Regions from separate parts of the Sorghum bicolor genome. Here region 2 is linked to region 1. A link is a contact called in public HiCAR-type data. All regions are on one chromosome and are shown on one strand. Each heading gives the region's core, a stretch centred on a gene start, on an enhancer-like site or on the middle of the called end of the contact. The rest is flanking DNA. Distances are from core to core; before and after follow the strand shown. Region 1 holds the start of LOC8079394 (zinc finger protein CONSTANS-LIKE 3). Region 2 holds the start of LOC8077628 (WRKY transcription factor WRKY71).

Region 1 (6,840 bases), core at 3,636-6,135:
AAGAGATAGATTAAGACATGACAAACATAAATAAAATATTATGAGCTCATGAAAAGATATTAGAAGCTTCTAAAATGTAGACTAGATATAGGAAATGATTTTGTTTTTAGAAAATATATAAAATTTACAAAACAATATAATCGACGTATAAATGTTTTAAACTTTTTGCACAAAAAAGTAAGACATGCAACCGTAAAAAATAGCATATAACACACATTCACAAAAAATAACATACATGAGTTATGAATGTGTCCATGCTATGTATTTATGTTGGTTTCATATCATGTAATATTTTTTGGGAATTTATATTTTTTGGATACTTTGACCATTTTCCTGTAGCTAGATCTCATTTTTGAAAGCTCCAAGAGATCTCTAAATATTTGTTTGGATTTTACATGTCTCAATGTACCTCCAAGTTTTTTCTTAGAATTTTTGATATCTTATTAGAAGCTTAGAGGTATTTTTCATGTTTAAGAAAACTTTATGAGGTATTTATGAGATTTTTTTAACTATGACAAGATAAAACCACCTTAAAATCGCTTCAAGCCAGGGATGAAAGGTAGTTTCAATGGTTTTGAGAGTCCAATGGGTAGGATGTCTGATTTTAAGACTTCGATTTAGTAGAAAAATAAGACTATATAGGAATAATTTAGATGGAAAATATAGCCTTTTTTTTCCTTTGTGGGAGATGGACGTGATTCGGCCGACTGCAACTAACCGGCGTTCCACGCGAGCTAATAAGGAGCGAGCAGGCTGAGACAAGTGATTCACGCCGTACTGGGCCCTGTATTTACCTCGGCCTAGTTTTCCCCACCAGCCTGTATTTCGCGAAATGGCCGTCCCGGCCCATTATCTGCTGATCCAGTACACTCGACGGTAAGGGGCCCATAAACGTCGCGAGAACGATGAGCCGCAGCCGAAACGAGGGCACCTCAGCCATCGCCGGATCCGTCGGCGCCGAAAGCCGCCGGCACGTACGACCTGCCGGTTCTTCTCCGGCCTCCCTGCCTGCCAGTCTGCACGTGTGGGCTCCCTCATGACTTGGGTAGAGCCGCAGCCCGCAGAGGCATTTGCCTGGAGAGGGATGGCTCGAGTCGAGTTGACGGACGACGACGGTAGCTATCGGCGCACGCAAGCACGCGTGCCTTTCCTGATCGGTCTATGGTGCGCGTGCGTACTTCTCCAGCGGACAGCCACACCGGCCGGACGGCCGCGTTTGGCCCGTCCATGTGACCAATGCTCCTCTCATCCTCTGCCAGATCGGCCGGGAACCACTTGCACATGCATGCGCCGACGCGCGGCACGGAACCGATGGAGGGACAACACGCGAGAGTGTGCTGCTTTGCCGTCGGGCTGGGCCGATGGCTCCACGTACCAGGTTGGATGCTGACTTCCCGTACGTGTCAGAAAAGGCAAGTCCTCCCCAAATGTGCCGAGTTCATGCAAGTCATTTTTTTCTCAAGCTCCAGGCCTCTTTTTTTTTGTGTGTGCCTTTGGAAACGGATCTCAAAGTAGAGCCAAACAGTAGTGCGATCATAACATGACGCATTGCAAAAAAAAAAAAAAAGTTGCTCACACCGCCCACCATGCACGCAACTGGGTCGCACAGTGGCGTATGGATCGCATCGATCTATGAACAGAAGCTACACGTGCAGTTGCAGGCAGCGGAAAACCGTCTGGAACCCTCTCCACCACCCACCAGCCTAGTAGCCTTGAACAGTCGAGGCCGCACGCAGGCTGTAGCGCATCACACACAGACCGGCGACATGCCATATCATACGGTGATGGATACGGGGGGCCTTTTTGCATTCGGCGATCGATCGACGAGTGGCTTCGCATCCACGGCGGCAGATGCACGCACAGCCCCCGACCCGCACCCGACCCACCGAATCTCCCCTCCTCACGGGCACGGCACACGGCTTGCTTGGATTGGACAGGATGATATGATCATCACAGGAGCTGACACAAGGTGGCGGCGGCTGAGGTGGGCCCACCCGCCGCCTAGGGGAGACAGGGAGTTGGGGTTGGCGGTACGGGCCAATCGTAGCGCGCGCGTCAACCTGCCCGCTCCGGGCCCACCCTCCCCGGCCAGCCCATGCTCGAGCTCGATACGCGCACCGGCACCGCCCTGCTGATGGATGGGCGTCCTCCAATCCGTGACATCCTGAGACCACGCCACTGAGACCTTGTTTACATCTAAAATCTTTTCAGATTTTGATACTGTAGTAAATTCGTTTTTATTTGAAAACATTGTCTAATCATAGAGTAACTATGCTTAAAAGATTTGTATCATGATTTATAGATAAACTGTACAATTAGTTATCTTTTTTATTTATATTTAATGTTATATGCAAGTGTCGCAAGATTCGATGTGACGAAGAATCTTGTAAAGTTTTGGGTTTTTCTAAACAAGACCTGAGTAATGAACGCTCATAACTTCGAAAAGATGTATAGGGAGCTCAAGTTGAAGTGTTGAAAGAGACATGCACGATCTGCTACCCTCCCGACTTTTCTTCACAAATCTAAAGCCATGTTTTCAAAGTAGTAGTATAAACCTAAAACGATCCGGGTTCCATATTATAAAAATGGCTTAGCTCCAGAAGCATCGGAGACGGAGATAAATCTATCTCGCCAGCTAATGGCACGATCTCCAGCGGAGATGCTCGCAGAAGCGGTAACCAAAAGCCAGCAAGCAGCAGCGGAGGGACACCGGAGCAGCATGCTGGATTCGGCAAAGCGCGCGCGCGGCACGGGCACATGCGTGCTGAGCCTGCCGCCCGCCGCACCGGATCGCGGCCGCGCTGTCCCTGTCCGTCCACGGGATATGACGGCATCCAGTTCGTCATCACCCGCCGCGCCCAAATGACCCGTCTGCCCCTCCCGTGCACGTCTCCCTCTCCCCCTGCCCCTGCCCGCCGCCCTCGCGCGGTGGTTGCCTTCGGCGGCAGGTCACGCGACGCGATCGTCCAGGCCAGGCCAGCGCGCCGGGCGGCGAGACGCGACGGGCCGGCGTCCGCGTCGTCGATCGATTTGCATGCGTGCTCGCACTCGACCGCGCGTCAAAACGCGGGCAGACCCGCGCCGGCCGTGGGCCGCGGAAAACGCCGCCGCCGATCGAGTGGAGTACACGCGCGGGACCCGGCCTGTGTCGAGCGCACGGCCAGCGTGAGCGCGCCAAAGTTGCGGTGGATTTGCCGGGCGGCCGGGGCCCTCGGCCTGGCGCATCAAATCCGTTGGTGTTTCCGAGGGAGATTTTCCTCTGGAAAGACGAGTTTTGGACGGTTTGTCTTTCCTGCATCACACTGATGACTGTTTTCTGTTCACGTACGGTAGGATACACTAAAAAACCCAAATTTTCTAAACAAGGCCTTGATCCACGAAGATCTTGTTTAGTTTGCAAAAAATTTTAAGATTCTCTGTCACATTGAATCTTTAGTCTATAGAGTATTAAATATAAACGAAAATAAAAATTAATTGCATAGTTTGCCTGTAATTTACGAGATGAGTCTTTTGAACCTAGTTAGTCCGTAATTGTATCCAATACAAACGAAAACGCTGACCTAAAATGTCCAAGCCGGGGCTACTCTACAGTCTACACCTACACGCGATCGCGGGCGATTCTTGACGTGTATTTGTGCAAACCGAAACAGTTAATAAGACTGTTCTAGAAAATTCGTGAGGGTGGATAATTCTCACTTGACGATATGAGAAACTTCTAGTGCAAAAAATAGTATGGTAGGTCAAGAGCGAGCGCTATCGCCTGTCGTCGTCGTCGTCGGCAGCAGTATATACGGCATTGAAATCTACGGGGTAGATATACGTCAGAGCAATTAAACACATGGACTCCCCGAGTAGCCCGGCTCGATCTTGCACCGAGGCCATTTGCGACATTTCGCTTGCGCGCGGCACGTCGTCGCAGCCTCGCCCTCGCGGATCCCAGCTAGTGCCGACTGGTCTCCGGAGTGGGAAGGCAAAGCCAGCTAGACTGACGTGGACTGGCAGCGATGGTGTCACATGTCAATGATGAAGATATGTGGTCGTTAATTACTCACAAGCACATCCATTAATGCTACTTTTCAACTACTCATACGAGTATAATTACAGTACTCAGTACTCTTGACTGTCAACGCGGGCGGTGGCTGGCGGCCAAAACGACGACGTCAAACCGCGCACCATAAAGCTAACCCTTGTCTCTTAGCACCTTGTTGAGGTTAACCGCGCGGTGAGGTTGACGCTAACGCGTCGTCTGAGTTGCCGCTTTGCTACGTCATCTAGTAATATCTTCTCCGTGCTTGATCTAGCTTATCGACTACATACTCACGCAAATTACCTTGGTCATCAGTTTAGTTAATTAGCCTGTGACTTGTGTCATAAGCTTAAGCTAGGCTTTGTCGTGCCGGAAAAAGGCAGGCTAGCTAAACCGTTTTGTCTAAGCGTGAAGTTTAAATATTCTAGTATATACAAAGTGTGATCCCGCTGATGATCTAGCATGTACACGCGGCGATAAGCTGCAGGGATGCTATGATTAAATAGCGTGATCCGTACAGAGATTATTCGAAACCCTTGCTGTCTAAAGTCTAGTCTAATGACCTAATCACTGGCGGCCAAGACCAGTGATCGCCATGCTAACCCAGCAGCAGCTCCTCTAAGACGATTGCTCGAGCGGGGCCCACGCCTCCCATGACCCGGTATCAGCACGTGGGCCTCCACCACCCAAAAATCCACGAGATCACCATTTCGCGTACTATTTTCGCTTGGCCCGCGGCGGCCCACGTGTCCCCAAGCCCACGTCACCGTCGCCGCCCTGCCCCACCTACCCGTACCCATCGCCCCAACAAGCGCGCCCACCCGCGACAGAGACGAACGCGGGCGCGGCTGCTGCCTGCTTCAACCTTCATCACCCTATAAAGCAAGGAATAGTCGCAGCTTGCTCCAGCTTCGCAAGCTTCCCTTCCCTGCTAATTGATCCTGCCATTAGTAGCAAGTGCCATCGTCGCGGCTGCCGGTTGAGAGAGAGAGAGAGAGCGATCGATCGAGGAGAGATCACGTACGTGTACGCGCGTTCGATGGAGGCCCTGGTGGCGGGGAGGTACTGGGGTGTCGGGGGACGGCGGTGCGAGGCGTGCGGGGGCTCGCCGGCGGCGGTGCACTGCCGGACGTGCCCGGGCGGCGGGGCGTACCTGTGCGCGGGGTGCGACGCGGGCCACGCGCGGGCCGGGCACGAGAGGGTGTGGGTGTGCGAGGTGTGCGAGCGCGCGCCGGCCGCCGTCACGTGCCGCGCCGACGCGGCCGCGCTCTGCGCCGCGTGCGACGCCGACATCCACGACGCGAACCCGCTGGCGCGCCGCCACGAGCGCGTGCCCGTGCAGCCCATCGGCGCGGCCGCGGCCGCGCCCGCCGCGGAGACGCTGCTGTTCGGCGCCGCCGCGGAAGAGAATCAGGACGACGACGACGGCGCCGCCGCGGCGGCTAAGGTCGTCGGCGTCGACGCCGGTAAGCTGGCGGACTTCCTGTTCGCGGACGTCATGGACCCGTTCTTCGGCCAAGACTTCACTGGTGGCACCAGGTTCCCGCACGCCGACAGCGTTGTGCCTAACAAGGGATCCTGCGGCGGCGGCGGCGCTGTGGACCTTGACTTTGGTGGTGGCGTCGCCGCCGCAGCCGTCGCTGCCAAGCCGTCCTACAGCTCCTACACCGCGGCGTCGCTCGGCCACAGCGTAAGTGTGCTTATTAGTAGCAGTACGCGTGATCGTTTGCTAGTTACGGTATCTAATCTTCGTTTGGACTTTGGTTTTGGTCGAGCAGGGCTCGTCGTCGGAGGTCGGCCTGGTCCCAGACGCGATGTGCGGCCGCGGCGGGAGCGTGACCGGCGGCGTCATCGAGCTCGACTTCGCGCAGTCCAAGGCCGCCTACCTGCCTTACGCTGCAACTCCGACCCACAGTGTAAGACCATGTGCTCTGCGCTCCCAGCTATAATACTTTCCTAGGCAAGACGAAGAGATCGAGCACGTGCAAAATTGCTATAGCTAGGAGGATCGTTTGATGGATCATGCACCGATCTGACCTTGGTTTTGGTATGTCCAGATGTCATCTTTGGACGTGGGTGCGGTGCCGGAACGCGGTGACGGGGTCATGGCGGGCAGGGTCGCGACGCCGCCGGCGGCGGCGGCCGCGGAGAGCAGGGAGGCGCGGCTGATGCGGTACCGCGAGAAGCGGAAGAACCGGCGGTTCGAGAAGACGATCCGCTACGCGTCCCGGAAGGCCTACGCGGAGTCGCGGCCGCGCATCAAGGGCCGCTTCGCGAAGCGCGCGGACGACAACGACGCCGACGCCGACGCCGACTTCGACTTCGACGCGGGTGCCGCGGCGGCGACGGCGCCGGCGCGGTCGCGGTCGCAGCAGCAGCAGCCATCGTACCCCTATGTGCTCGACTTCGCCGCCGGCTACGGCGTCGTGCCCACATTCTGACGACGCGTACCGTGTAATTATTGCTGCTGCGTCGCGTGCCCATGTTTTTGAGCCGGCCGATGCTTGGATTAGGCCGGCGTGACGCGCGCACACGAATCCGGCGTGCGTGCCATGCTGCATGCGCGCGTGCGTGTTTGCTAGAGCGGCAGGCGAGCTCTAGTTGGTGGTTGCGGCATGCCGTTTTGAGCTAGCCATGGGTAAAATTAGCAGGCTAGTGTGTACTGCTACTACGTGTTTGCTGGAGCGACCAGTTCTAGTAGTACGCGTTGTACTACTTGTGTAATTTTAGATCAGGAAGATGCTTAGCATCTGACGGTCTATTTCAATGATGATCGATGTAGTATTATGCTATATTTGGCAAGGCCACGATCT
Region 2 (6,069 bases), core at 1,619-4,118, 270 kb after region 1:
CGTGGGTTCACATGTGCCCGAATTGTGTCGTGACAGGGACGTCGTGTAACACCATTTATTTATTTTATTTTTTAAATAAACTAGTAGTATCACTCTGGATAGCAGAGAGAAGGATTAGTTCCAGTGGAATTAAGACTGCTGACTAGGCTGTGAGCTTGGTTGGATCTGTTTCTCCGTCCAGCCGCCTGAGGTTTTTTTTTGCACGACCAATTAAGGTAGTGTAAAAGATGTAGTCAATGACGACTAGCGGAGAGAAAACTTATTACACCAACAAACTGATTAAACTCCGGGATGGATAATCACCTCAACTTGTTGGCAACGTTTACCATTTTGAGACGAAACCTTTAGCCACACGCCATGGCCCGTTGTTGGCCGATCGAGCAAGAAGGAACGAAGAGATGGCCTTGTTTAGATGCGAAAAGATTTTGAATTTTGCTAATGTAGCACTTTCATTTGTTTGTGGCAAATATTATCTAATGACGGACTAATTACAATTAAAAAATTCGTCTCGTAATTTATAGTTAAACTATGCAATTAATTTTTATTTTCATTTATATTTAATGTTTCATGCATGTGTCGAAAGATTCGATGTAATAGAAAATCTTGAAAACTTTTTGGTTTTTGGGTGAACTAAGCAAGGCCATAAAAGTCCCTGTGAATTATAGGAAGACACAAGACAGCAGACAGATTTCCCCGGAGTCTCGCAAATATGGGAGGTCGTCGATCAGGTCCGGTCCCGGCGCCCGGTCCTTTGCGTGAGCTTTACCCGTTGTCTCTGTCAATGCCAAGTCTGTCTCGCTAACCTCTTCACCGTCCGGCCAGGTCCATTGAACACGCAGCGAGAAACAAAGAGCGTTTTCACCACTAGTAGCTCCTGGCATGCAGCGTTCTAGAAGTACTACTACTAGAAGCCTAGCTAGAAGGGAATTAATTAGCGAGAAGCCTGCGCCGTCAGTCAAGAACAGCTTCTGGTTGTGACCTAAACCTCGGCAAAGGGTGGTCATAAAAAATGGTGCAGCATTTGACCCCTGCGGTGAGCACTATATGTGAGTCTGCAAGTAGAGGAGTACTAGTCCTAGTACTTATTCTGTTGAGAGAAAGGATGTTTGGTCAGAATTAGGCAAAGGCACGGCGATAGTATTACTACTTGTTGACAGTTGGCCGGTTTTGATTCCATTAGTTTGGACTCTGGTTGTGGCACCCCAAGTTTGGAGCTCGCCAAGCGAGAAAAACCCCAGCAGCCATCAAGTATAATCAAATCTTTGCCTCACCTAAACTAGAGCTACTAGTACCACTACAGACTATACTTTGTTTTTTTAAAAATAAATAAATAAATAAATAAATAAAAACTGTTCGGAAAAGAAACGGAAAGCTTAGACCTTGTTTAGTTTCGAAAAAATTTCGGATTTCATTTTTATTTAACAAATATTGTCCAATTATAAACTAACTAGAATTAAAAGATTCGTCTCGTGATTTACAGACAAACTGTGTAATTAGTTTTTATTTTCGTCTATATTTAATGTTTCATGTATGTGGCGCAAGATTTGATGTGACGGAGAATCTTAAAAACTTTTTATATTTCATGGTGAACTAAACAAGGCCTTACTAGGCTCCGACCAAAAGGCCGGTCCTTAGCAGCCAAGTTCCCGGAACATAGGGTACGTGGTACGGGAACGTGGTACGTGGTACGATATTTTCATAATCTATGGAACGTAGGGGGTATATAGCTTCGTCTCGTTCCTTTAAGTTGCGGAACGCGTTCCACTTTCTAAAGGAACGTGTTTGGGACGTAGTGATTGGCTCAGGTAGTTTTACGTGTTGTTTTGAACCAAATGAGTTCGATTCCTAGCGTGATATAGTTTACTATTGTATTTTTGTTTCATTTAGGGCTGTCCAACTCCAACCTTAAGGCTCATTGCAGGTCTAGGCCAATGAGTCAATCACCATCTAGATTTTTCGCCGACCGCTCACGGACGGGCACGGCACAGTATGCACACACACCACGAAGTTCTATAGTCGCTTGGGACTGACGTTCCTATGATTGCTCCTATATATGATTCGTGTTCCACCTCATTTGGGAACGATGTTCCATGATGTTCCCGTTCCACGTTTCGGGACGAAGTTCCCGGAACGGGGAACGTGCCCATGTTCCCGTACCCCGGCTGCTAAGGGCCGGTCAACAAGTCGTCCCTCGTCCCAGGAAAACCCAAACCTTCCAAGGGGCAATTCCGACAAATTGCCCACCCTTTTCGTCAATTCCTCCCCCCAAATCTTTTGTAAGCATGTGTGGTGTATTTTCTTGACTTGGGGCAGCCACCACCACCCAACCCGGCGACCATCGTCATCACCCCTCGCCTCGGTTCATCCGCAGGCCGACATGCTTTCAGAGGCCAAACCGAGCTTCGCTCACCCAAAGTCATCACCGGCTTCCCTCCCACCCACTCGCGACAAATATGGCCCTACTCTAAAGAGGCCTCGTCGTCGGCGTCGCCATCACAGTCAGTCACGTCTCCTCCTGGTCCAGCGGCAACCTCCACTGCCCTTCCCGACCCTGCCCGGCGGGAGGCCCCAGTCCCCAATTCTTCTACTCCAGTGTATTCCCCCACCACATTCGCGTGCGCGAATTCCACGGGGCCCCTTGTTTGTTTATGGAGGCGGTCTCCCAGCTCAGCTCTCAGCCCAAGCTGCTGATTCGCCGCGCGACCAGAGAAAAGGAGAAGACAAGCGCGTGGGCGCGTGATGGCGACGTCGTGCGCTGGGAAGCCTCTGAGACCGCCCGGACGGACGGACGAGACGACGGACCATCCGGTATTCTTTTCCCTGGTCCTCGATCGAGTCCCCGCCCCGCTCTTATATATCCGGCCTCGCCACCGAGCCTTCGCCACTCGAACGCTCCCCTCAAGCATCCCTCCTCCTCTTCTCTCTCTCCCAGTCTTCAGTTCTCTTCTCCGGCCACCGCGCTCTACAGGACCCCGGCGTAGCTTGCTCGGACACCGAGGGGAAAGGAGATTAGTTAGCCAGCAGATGGATCCATGGATCAGCAGCCAACCTTCTCTGAGCCTTGACCTGCACGTCGGCCTGCCGCCGCTCAGCCTCCACCAGGCGCCGGTGGCCGCCGTCGCCTTGGCCCGGCCCAAGGTCCTCGTCGAGGAGAACTTCCTGCCTCCAAAGAAAGAACCAGAGGTATACATATATACATATACTCCTGGACGGCTTTGATGGATTCATTCTTGCTTGACGGAGCCGAGAGTCTAACGGATTGTTTCCTTGATTTTGACGATGATCCACCCAGGTCGCGGCTCTGGAGACGGAGCTACACCGGATGAGCGAGGAGAACCGGCGGCTGACGGAGGCGCTGGCGGCGGTGGCGTCCAAGTACGAGGCGCTGCGGAGCCAGTACACGGAGATGGTGGCCGCCGCCGCCGCGGGCACGAACAACAACCCGTCGTCGACGTCGGAGGGTGGGTCCGTGTCGCCGTCGCGGAAGCGCAAGAGCGAGAGCATGGACACCGCGCCGGCGCCGCCTGCCGCCGCGCAGCAGCAGCAGCAGCACGGCACGCACCTGCACCAGCAGCAGCACCCGGGCCTCGCCGCACCGGACCAGAACGAGTGCACCTCCGGCGAGCCGTGCAAGCGCATCCGGGAGGAGTGCAAGCCCAAGGTGTCGAAGCTGTACGTGCACGCCGACCCCGCCGACCTCAGCCTGGTGGTCAAGGACGGCTACCAGTGGCGCAAGTACGGGCAGAAGGTGACCAAGGACAACCCGTGCCCGAGGGCATACTTCCGCTGCTCCTTCGCCCCGGCATGCCCCGTCAAGAAGAAGGTGCAGCGGAGCGCCGACGACACCTCCATCCTCGTCGCCACGTACGAGGGCGAGCACAACCACGGCCAGCCCCCACCGGCGGCGCCGTCGCAGGCTGCCCACGACGGCTCGGCGGCCCCGGGCGCCACCAAGAACGCCGCTGCCGTCGCGAAGCCGCCGTCGCCGCCGAGGCCGGCCGCACCGGCGCCCGCACCGGCGCCGCACCGCCCGCAGCTGCAGCTGCTGCAGCAAGAGGGTGTCGCGATGAACGTTGAGCAGCCCGTGGCCGCGGCGGCGTCGGAGATGATCCGGCGCAACCTCGCGGAGCAGATGGCGATGACGCTGACAAGGGACCCCAGCTTCAAGGCGGCGCTCGTCACCGCGCTGTCCGGCCGGATCCTCGAGCTGTCGCCTACCAAGGATTGACAGACGCATCGGATCGGATCGGTTCGATTGGCATCACATACACGAGATTCTTGCTCAGATTGTCGTGCACCCACGCAGCAATCGTCAACAACTGCGCTGGCTGCTTTCTCTGTTCATCGCTGTTAGAGCAAAACAGCGATAACAGAACAAGACATCAGGATCTGTAGTGCTGCACGAGGAAGAGGAACAACCGGAGTCCATGGAAGGGAGCAGAGATCATTACGCCGGGTGGTCGACGATGTAACATGCGAAATAGTAGCACAGGACATGTTAGCATGAAATTGTACAATCCCTAGTACTTTGTAGTTGTAGGCGAACTGTTCATCCAATTGATCAAATGAAATCATTACAATTTTTTCTGAGTTTGAATTGAATTGAAACGAGGTCGCTCGTACGCCAAAGTAGTAGTAGTATGTTTCACGAGACTACGAATTAAAGAATTTGAATTTGAAAACTTCATGAAGTAGTAAGCGCGACTGAGCAGTGGGCCACCCAGCATTAGCCCGCCCTTTGCACGCGCGCGATCTTCATCAATTCATCTCAGCTGGGTCTTATCCACAAAAGGATGGGCGTACGAGTACGTACGTACGCAGGAGTAGACAGTAGAGTAGTAGGCCTTGTTTAGATGAAAAAGTTTTGGGACTTTGACAATGTAGCATTTTCGTTTTTATTCGATAAATATTGTCTAATTATGGAGTAACTAGGCTTAAAAGATTCGTCTCGTGATTTGCAGATAAACTGTGCAATTTGTTATTTTTTTTATCTATATTTAATACTTCATATGATGTGACGGAGAATCTTGTAAAGTTTTAGATTTTTTTTTTTGAGGTATCTAAACAAGCCGTAGTTTGCCGAGAATTGGGTTTGAAAAGTAGGCGACCGGGCGGGATGGGTGCGGGGCCCAGACGCCAGACCAGACCGCAAGGAAAGTCCCTCGTCCCAGCGGGTTGCCGGGGTTGGCCGTACCCCACGTGCGACGGTGCATCGCATCGCATCGCCGCGGGACGGGAAGGAAGCTGGGTGGAAACGCAAGCCCGCCGCGGCGGCGGGGCTGGCGCCTGGCGGTGGCCCGGTCTCCTGGGCAGAGCTGTGGTGCTAGTCAAACACGTGCGGTCGGTCCGGCGGGTCCGGCGCTCCACGACTCCGCTTCCCCCGTTCCGTTCCGCCCACGGTGCCGTCCGAGCACTGCCACCCACACCGTGCTGGTGCCCGTAGGCGCGTACGAGTAGTAGCTAGCATCGACACCCAATTACAGTAACAGTACTTAGGCCGTGTTCAGTTCTGGAACCGAAAAATTTCACGGCACTATTAAATACTTTTATTTATTTATAGTAATTATTATCTAATCATTTAAAAGATTTATCTCATAAATTCTAACCAAACTGTATAATTAGTATTTATTTTCGACTATATTTAGTATTTTATGTATGGGTCTAAAGATTTTGATGTGACGTGAAATCTTAAAAATTTTTGAATTTTAAAGTAGAAGTAAATAAGGCCCAACCGTCGCTCGCTCGTTCAGGTAGCCGTCGTCGGTTCACAGGCACTTACACCTTTCACTTAGGCCTTGTCTAGTTCCTACCAAAATCCAAAAAGTTTTTAAGATTCCTCATCACATCAAATCTTGCGGCACATGCATGAAGCACTAAATATAGACGAAAACAAAAACTAATTACACAGTTTGCCTGTAAATCACGAGACGAATCTTTTGACCCTAGTTAGTTTATGATTGGACAATATTTATCATAAACAAACGAAAGTGCTACAATAGCGAAATCCAAAATTTCTTCGCATCTAAACAAGTCCTTAATAAGGCTTTGTTTAATTTCCAAAAATTTTAC

The links. HiCAR-type assays count read pairs that join an accessible place to other places.
Region 2: a HiCAR-type map of leaf shows a contact between it and region 1, with 2.7 times the contacts expected there. The contact joins the promoter of LOC8077628 here to the promoter of LOC8079394 in region 1. A contact is called at or near these places in 1 of 4 Hi-C or Micro-C datasets (leaf mesophyll) and 1 of 1 datasets of contacts at active chromatin or transcription factors (leaf).

What each region holds. Positions count from the first base shown.
Region 1 is chr4:5,078,643-5,085,482 of Sorghum_bicolor_NCBIv3, forward strand. LOC8079394 (zinc finger protein CONSTANS-LIKE 3) reads left to right here and starts at 4,886. Exons shown (of 3, transcript XM_021458162.1): 1 at 4,886-5,717; 2 at 5,806-5,943; 3 at 6,085-6,834. The coding sequence starts at 5,067. The coding sequence ends at 6,468.
Region 2 is chr4:5,349,191-5,355,259 of Sorghum_bicolor_NCBIv3, forward strand. It overlaps LOC8077628 (WRKY transcription factor WRKY71), which reads left to right and starts at 2,869. Exons shown (of 2, transcript XM_002451621.2): 1 at 2,869-3,183; 2 at 3,293-4,590. The coding sequence starts at 3,025. The coding sequence ends at 4,228.